Linked DNA regions of Zea mays: region 1 is linked to region 2. The links are chromatin contacts, called in public Hi-C maps. All regions are on one chromosome and are shown on one strand. Each heading gives the region's core, a stretch centred on a gene start, on an enhancer-like site or on the middle of the called end of the contact. The rest is flanking DNA. Distances are from core to core; before and after follow the strand shown. Region 1 holds the start of LOC100275856. Region 2 holds the start of LOC100283245 (pop3 peptide).

Region 1 (4,200 bases), core at 1,107-3,606, 420 kb after region 2:
TCCGCCACTGGTTTCGGACATCATGATGTAATAAATTAAAGTAATACTTCTTTACGCTATTATTTGAACACTGTGTGATTATGTATAGTTATGTAATCGATGTGTACGTGAATTTCTAATCATGTCAGATAATTGGTTCGCATTCGGTTTACCTTTTAAAACCAGGTGTGACATGACATCTATTTTACACCGCGTATATAAATAGAGAGAGGCTGCCATGGGCATACCGACGTTAAGAGGACTTAGAGGAGTGAGGGCACAGGCCCCCACTCAATTTTGTTGATTTAGTGTAAGTTTTACCTTATTTACTATAATCACTAGTCTTATTTTGTAATTAATTATTCATTTAGACCCCACTCAAAAATAGGTCCCACTCAAATTTTTGTCTAGTTCCGCCCCTGGCCTGGGCGCCTGGCGCATGAAACAATATTCGTTGGTAGCCTCAGCCTATATAGCTACCGTACACCTCTAGAGAAACATTTTGTCTCTACTGTGTTTTCTTTAGTGACACATATTTAAATCAAGACCGCTGTCAGAGAGGAAATCTCCAACCGAGTGGTGGAGTACACCCGCCCTAAATCCTAAGATGAGGAGGGGCTTAGGCGTTTCGCTTGATCGTTGGAGTGAAGGGGAAGAACTCAAGAACACACAAGGGTTTAGAGTGGTTCGGGCCGCCGGAGCGTAATACCCTACTCCACTGTGAGTTGTATTGCTTGAGAGCTTGTATGAGCTAGCGAGTCTAAGATTGCGTGTGTGTAACGTCGCATGCCTCCCCTTTTATAGCCGAAGGGGGACATGTACAAAGAGACCCTGAACCCCGACATGCGGGCCCAGAGACATAAGGGTGGAATACCCGGAGCAATTAGTGTTGGTCACCTTGCGCTATCTCACTGTGCCCTGACATCCACTGCCTAAGTAGAATTGGCGTGCTGCCAAAGGTTCCTCGGTATCGACCAAGTTATGATGACCACTGCACGCATGCAGCGGTGTGGGCGTACTGCCTGCTGCTTTGATTGGACAGGTATGCCGCCCGGTCTGGTCGATGCCTGCCATCAGAGTGGACGGGGCACATTAAATGCCGAGTCGGCACTTCGCCTATGAGCAGGGCGGCCAGGCGGCGTGCGATCTCCCGCAATAAATGCAGAGATCGCATGGCCCCGAAACCTTACGTCAGGCCTTGCTCTCCGGCTTCCGTCACGGGCCGCAGGCCACGTGGCAGCATCGGGTTTCCGCCCAGGCGGGGAGAGTAGGCGCGCCTGGCAAGATCCCGACAAGTGTCTGTGCCGGACCCCTGTACGCCCCTGACTTAAGCCAGGGTATTCCTCGTCCCGAGATCTCGTTGTGGACGGTCCGGACCTCACCTAGAGGGGTCCGGGTTCCGTCTTAGGGGAACACTGAGATCCCAATTAGGTGTGTTGGGGTCCGGCATTATCTCACGGGGGTCCGAATCCTGGTGGCCTCGGAGATTGCCCCCGTGGAGGGGTGAACCGCGCCTCCTTACTATAGTAAGGGGTACCCCTGTTCCAGGGTACCGACAACCGCTATTATAAATACATTAATGACGTGTATATATAACCACATCACTGACTTCAGACATCTTTTCTACTCTAATCTATTCAATTTCATGTATTTAAATCAAAGTCGCTAATACATATATATTGGTGACATGTATATATAAACACGTCACTAGCTTCAACCTTCACGGCCCATTTAAAAACCGAAATTTTCAAACCTGCTCAGATGGAAATATCACCAAAATTGAGTTGTACATTTTAAAAAGTTACGAAACTTTGAAGTTGATAAGCTTTTGATTTGAAATCATCTTGTCATAAAAATATGTTTGAAGTTTTCAAATTTGGAAACAAAAAATTTGTAAATTACCTTGGATGATGCTAATTTAGTGTCTTTAAGAATCAATTTACACTCAGTTTGTTATAATACGCGGAAAAGAAAAACGTAATATAGACAGTGGTCATATGCATGAGGAGACGTCTTGAGTCGATTCTTCAGCAACTCATGCTAGGGACGATTGTTTGATCATGCATGTCGGCGTGTGATGAAACCCTGCTTGGATTACAAGTCATTGTGTATAGCCTAAACCTGTGAGTTTCAACATAGAGCTAGCAATTGGTAGAAAACAGCACACTGCTAACATTTTGGAAGTAGGTAACCTAGCTAGCTACTCTACCGGGTCAGCATGCAAACGCGGCACTTTCCAACCATCTCTACCAAAGACAGTAGAACAAACTCACCCACCCACTCATATCATCTCACACGTACCTGCAAGCAATGCAAGGCAAGCATCATCATATATGCATATATATATTACCAATACATACCTTCATCGATCGAGCTAGGTTACTAAACCAGCTTTTGGCCGCGGCAGGCATGGCAGCGAAGGCTGCCGCCGCCGTCACCACCATCGCCCACGTTGTCGTCGACGAGGACGAGCTGTTCGAGCTCGACATCGCACTCCTGGACGGCCGCGACCACGACCACCGCCGCGGCGGCGGCGGCCGCCGTAGTAGTCCTGCTGCCGGTGCCGACGCCGACGCCGACGCGGGGCACGCCCTGCTGGCTAACTGCCTGCTGCCGCTGCGGTCGGTGAGCAACGCGGTGCCGGTGGTGGCGACGAGCGGCAGGCTGTCGTCGTCCCCCTTCTTCGGTCACTACAGCTCCAGCTCCAGGAGGCTCTTCACGCCACGCAGCAGCAGGAGGTTCCTTTTCCTTGGACGGTCCGCTGGGAGTTCTTCGGCGAGGCTTTGCTTCTCGAGCAGGGGCTTCGAAGCCATGGGGAGCTACTTCCAGAGGTACTGACCGAGTTGTGAGAGAGACGTCGATGGATCGGGAAACAGCCTATACACACTAAACTCTATGTGTAATTTTCATTTGATATAGTTTTTTTTTAAAATTTTTTTGCTCAAATCGCACTGACTGGTTCAGTAGTCATCTCGCCGTCTCCTTGCATCATCGCCAACGAAATATTGCGTGTAACAGCTAGCTATATATTAAGCATTTAAGGTGCAGCATATAATTGTAACTGGTAACGTTAAATCATGTTTATTTAAGCATAACAATAATGAGATTCAAGGCTAAAAACTGATATCAGTCTATTTAAACTTATAACCGCTATCACTCGAGTGTCAACCATTACCATTATCATTTACGTTAAACCAAACAACACCTAAGCTATATATAATATTGAAAATCTTCCCATATCATAAACATCTTATTAGAGCTAGCTTGAGAACCTTATTTTCACAGAGGTTCCCAAGCTAGCCCTTATTCAAAGATGTCTTTGTCTCTTTTACGTTGAGAATTCTTTGCAGATGGAAGTTATGATATATTTAAGTTTAGATATTTATGTGTTTTTAAACGTTGTATAATAGTTTTTCTCCAGTTGCAACACAATTATCATATTTTACTTTACTAGTAACTAAAAGATAAAAATGAGAGAAAGAAAGAAAGATAGAAAAAATGATTTGCAAATGAAAATCCGTACGTGCCAAGAAAAGAAGGCCCGGTGCGGTTGCGCTCTCCTGGGCCGCCGGAGAACATGGACTGGGCTACGGCCCGTCCGCTGCATGGTCTCCCTTCCGAGTTCCGTCCACGGTTCACCCCGCAACCCGCGTGGCCGCGTTCGATCTGTCTCTGACGAGCGACGACTCCGCCGTCCCCGTGCTAGGTGCCGAGGCATTCTTCGGTCTCTCTGTCGGCGACGAGCACCCACCAGCAGGTATTCCCACCCACGTCTCCCCTTCCTGTTGTGTGAAACCGAGCATCCAAACCCTAACCTTGTTTTGCTATTTGATGCAATGATGCCTACTAGGCTACTAATACTTCAAGCCTTTTTGGCAAAAAAAAAAAAATCAAAAAAATCGGGTGTAGAACTGTAGATACGCATCTCCATCTCCCTTTACTGGGTCCACCCCTCGGCCATATCCTTGTCTCCCGTGGCCACACCTGCTAGTTTTGCATTGATTATCTCCTAATAATCCGGTAGATATCTGATATTTCCGTGACGTATTTGATAACATCTCTTCAAAGCACCTACCGTTGATTTACTCAAGTTGAGTGGATTATTGATTTACCTCGCGCAATAAAAAAGTTGAGTTGTTTTATCCGTGATAAAAGTGGGCTGAATCAGATGTGTATGTTCTACGTTTCCTTGAGCAAAACCAAGCAACCGAAGGTTGACAA
Region 2 (4,342 bases), core at 935-3,434:
GCAGGCGTGTGGCGTCCCGCCGTGCTGTTATTTTCTACCGTACGTGAAAATGGTCCGTATGACCAAAAAAAAACAAGTGATTCTGCACTCGTTTCAGTTCTACACACTAGTAGACTGCTATACAGAAACTCTATAGTGGCGACTGTAAAACTATTTACACTATCGTTTTTCATAACTGTCACTATTAGGGATTAGTAGAAATCATTATTTTTTCAGACGGATAACTAAGAGCATCTCCAAGAGATTTTTTATTTTTGGCACTCTATTTAACTCTCTATTTATCTCTTCATACAGATTACACTTTATATATAACATTTCACTCCAATAGACTATCTATTTAGTTTGGCTAGTTAGGTGGCTAGCCAAATTTAACTAGCAAGGGAGCCAATTTGAAGAGTCGGATAGGTTGACGAGTCAGATAGCTAGTCTGTTGGAGAATTATTTTGCTGCTGATTAATCAAAATTTAACTTAATGAACTATTCAGCTAGTCTCTTGGAGATGCTCTAAGGTAATCGGCGTAATAAAATCGTCAGTGAAAATTATTTCTAGAAAACCTAAAACAGGTTTTTAAAAGAGTAAAATAATTTATTTTATTTAGGAGAGCTACAAAACCACTCCACCCACCTGTCTCCGTCGCAAATCGCAATATTTTTAACCTCGCAGCAGGGCGGGCAGATGCCCACCATCATCTAACTAGAGAATAGGTCGAGAAAAAAAGATCAAGCTCGTAGCAGCTTCGCTTGGCTCGCTCGATACTCAGAACAAGCCCGAGTTGAAAAGAGCGAGTTAACTCGACTCGACTCACAACTCGCTTGTGAATCGACTCAACAATAATTTGTTATATAAAATCATAATTAACATATAATGTTAGTACCACAATTATTTTATAGTTTTTTGAAGTTTCTACCTATAATAAATCTATAACTATATTATATTAGTAATATATTTATTTTACTAATTTCAAAATATGGTATTTAAAATATTTTTAAAATTTTATATTATAATTTCAAATATCGTTGGCTCGAGAAGCCGGCTAACGAGTCGTAAGCGAGTCAACTTTTCAAACTCATTAAAGGAGCGACCAATCCAAACCGAGCTTGTCCTGTTATATGAGCTCGGCTCATTTCAACCCCGAGATATATCAGGGTTTATGTTCTGAATCCTCAATGCTCTGAGAAATCTGCTGTTGTTTAACCAGGAGCCAGTAACAAGAAAACTAAAAGTCGATTAGGAATCTGACAATCCATCATAAACATCGGAAAGGGTGTATTGCAAGCAGCTAGCCGCTAGATATACGCTACCATAAAAGTGACCGAAAATTTATTCCGAAGATAACCAAACAATAATAGTAGGTACGTACGTGACGTAGATAGATAGATAGATAGATAGATAGAACATAAATAACAGGCAATAGACAGTACTAGTACTACTACCAGCACCGCCGCCGCAGGCACACGTGGATCTGCTGCGCGACCTGAGAAGGGGAGGCGTACAGTGGCCGGCGGATGCGAGAGCGGCCAGCGGGTCATGCCGGCGGCGGAGGCTTGGCGACGACGACGGGGAAGTCGACGACGAGCACCTTGTCGATGGCGGCCATGAAGGTGGCGGCGAAGGCGGTGTGGCTGTCGTGGGCCATGTAGGCGGCGAGGTCGGCGGCGGAGGCGAAGGTGAGCGAGAAGACGTGCGTGAAGCCCTGCGTCAGCATCTCCTGGTTCAGCACGTCCTGGCCCCTGCACGCACGCACGCGTTTGTTCGGCGGATTTTGCTTTCACAGAAGGGAAGCAATGAAGGAAGGAAGGATGATGGAAGGTCAAGAGTGGAGAAGAAACGGGTGGGTGTGTAGTGTGTACCACTCGAAAGACTTGACCGTGTCCATCCCGGCGGCGAGGTCGGTCATGCCCTTGAGCACGTCGTCCACCACGACGCCGTCCTTGAACTTGGCCAGGCACAGGTGCTTCACCTCCCCCATGTCCGGCGCCGGAGGAAGCCCTCCTCCAGTAGCTAGCTAGCTCCCCTCCCCTCAAAGCTCTCCTCACACCCACTCACTTACTCACTCCCCCGATGGCTTTATTTGCAGAGGAGTCCGATGGATCGTGGCGACATGGTGGCCAATTTAAGCTACCGCCGCCGACAGGGGTCACTGGCTGCAGAGCTCATCACTCGTCCTAGAGCCTGAGCCTGAGTCTGTGGACTGGATCATTTGGGCACACAGGAGCCGTTTTGCAGAGCTCACAGCTCCGCTCCCAGAATTACTCCTCCAGAGTCAAACCGGTAAAAATCTAAATTACTCTATGATGAAAGTAGAGTTAATCTAGTTTCTATTTTATACTAGAAAGTGAGAGCCAAAAAAATCAGCTTTCCACCGCTCTCAAGTCTCAACCTACTCCCCACTAACTGTTCAAGCACTTCACATCTTATTTATCAAACGGTTTTTATCAATTAAATTTACTTTTACTAGAGAATCACTTTACTAGAGAATCACTTGAAATTACATTAGTAGAGAATCAGCTATCGAGTCTATAGAGAGTGAAGAACTTCCAAACGAGACCACTGTAAACTAAACACGACGCGCTTATCCTTCCCAGGCAAAAGAGCGTGTTCGGATTGGATTGCGTCACGAGCTGGCTTAATTCCGCTCACCAACCAACTTGTGTGTGTCAGTGCACGCACGGGAGAGCAAGGGAGGGAGGTGTGGGGGAAAAAAAAAGGGAGCGGTTCCGTGCGCGCTGACGCGGCTAGATCTGGGACGGGTGAGAGAGTCATCATTCATTCCATTCGACTGGGCCGGCGACCGACACGAGCGTACGACGCTGCGTGGGCAGGGCAGCCCAGCACCGCATGCTTTGCTTGTTCCCCCCTCCTCGCCCGCCTCCCTCTGGCTCTGATGCAGATGCAGGCCCCTCTCCCCCATCCATCCAAGATCCTCATCTCCATGTACCCTGACCCTGGATGACAGGCAGGTCCGTCAGTCAGCACTGTGCACCACCGCCAACAGTTACCAGTGTCAAATGGAATGTTGATCGCGCGCCCTGGCAGTAGCAAGATCAGGTAGGTAATCTCAGGTTCATCAGAGACCGACTGGGCGGCGTCGTCGTCGTCGTCGCATTGGATTCAGACCACATGGTACTACAGCCTACAGCAGAGGGATACAAGCTGACAAGGTGGCGACTGATCACGCTGCTGCTGCCCGAGAAGAAATTTTCACATGCGTGGCTGGATAATAAGACAGCTGCTGCTGCATCAGCCAGCCACGGGTTTTTTATTATTAATTCCCAGCGACAAATGTTACCGTACAGTACACAAAACCATGCCATTGCCATCATCTCCTCGAATGCTCCCGTCCCGTCGCATATGGAAAACGCACTGCTGCCGTCGCGTCGTCTCTCCTGCGGCACACTACACGTACACCGTAATACTCCGTAATACCACAGTATGTGCCCATGGATGAATGAATGGATGAATGAATGACCTGAAACGATTTCTCGATCGTATGTACACGAACGAACCCAGGCCTCTTCAAGTCGCTTGTTTCTCTCTACTTCGCTTTTACCACGCACCACCTGTTCACCCCACCCACCCACACAGAGTGAGCGGCCGCTATTTGCAGGGGCCTAGCGGGGTAGTAGATCTGCTGCCCGCCTGCTTCCGTACTGTCTGCCCGTTGGTTTCAGGAGCAGGAGCGGGGTGAATAACTTCAGGCAACGGCGAGCTGTAGCCGCTAGCCCCATCTGCTGCCGGTGGTGGACCAGATACGACCTGGTCGGGCTCGTGTCTGGGAGGAGGAGGAGGAGGAGGAGCCTCTGCCGCCCTTGACGAGTGCCCACCACCGCTGGCGAACAGGCATCGGCACGGGTCCGATCTCGACGGTTCGGGGGAGCTTGGTGGGCTTATTATCACTATGCTGGACAGATGATGATGATGATGAGGAGGAGGAGGAGGATGGGGTGCAGAGTGTTCGCTTTCAGGGGTAGTACTAGTATCAGGCACGAGCAGCGAGACTCTACAGACCGGGCACGTCGAGTTCTGCGCCAGCCACAGGCTGATACAGCCCGTGTGGAAGGTGTGGCTGCAGGGAGGCAGCACGCGGAGCTCGTCTCCCTCTTCGTATTCCGCCAGACAGATGACGCACCTGCCAGTTTACCAACAGAGAGGTGGTTCAGTTAAGTTCCAGGGCCAGCGAAACAGTTCACCATCCCATGGTCTGTTGTCCATGTGAATTTTCAGTGTAGCTAAAGGTAAGGAGCCAAAGGTACAAATAAGACAAGTCAAATTCGTGCGAGCTATGGGGATGAAACATCAAACATCTACTCGCCATGACAGGATCTTTTCAGGCTCATGTTT

What was found. A called contact is a pair of places that touch in the nucleus more often than the background predicts.
Region 1: a contact with region 2 is called in a Hi-C map of leaf, with 6 times the contacts expected there. The contact joins the promoter of LOC100275856 here to the promoter of LOC100283245 in region 2. A contact is called at or near these places in 9 of 25 Hi-C or Micro-C datasets (bundle sheath, ear, leaf and 2 more).

The regions. Positions count from the first base shown.
Region 1 is chr10:5,026,245-5,030,444 of Zm-B73-REFERENCE-NAM-5.0, forward strand. It overlaps LOC100275856, which reads left to right and starts at 2,357. Exons shown (of 1, transcript NM_001371519.1): 1 at 2,357-2,949. The coding sequence starts at 2,389. The coding sequence ends at 2,817.
Region 2 is chr10:4,602,983-4,607,324 of Zm-B73-REFERENCE-NAM-5.0, forward strand. It overlaps LOC100283245 (pop3 peptide), which reads right to left and starts at 2,185. Exons shown (of 2, transcript NM_001156147.2): 1 at 1,852-2,185; 2 at 1,214-1,731. The coding sequence starts at 1,970. The coding sequence ends at 1,527. It overlaps LOC100274803 (putative RING zinc finger domain superfamily protein), which reads right to left. Exons shown (of 2, transcript NM_001149079.1): 2 at 3,235-4,130. The coding sequence ends at 3,599.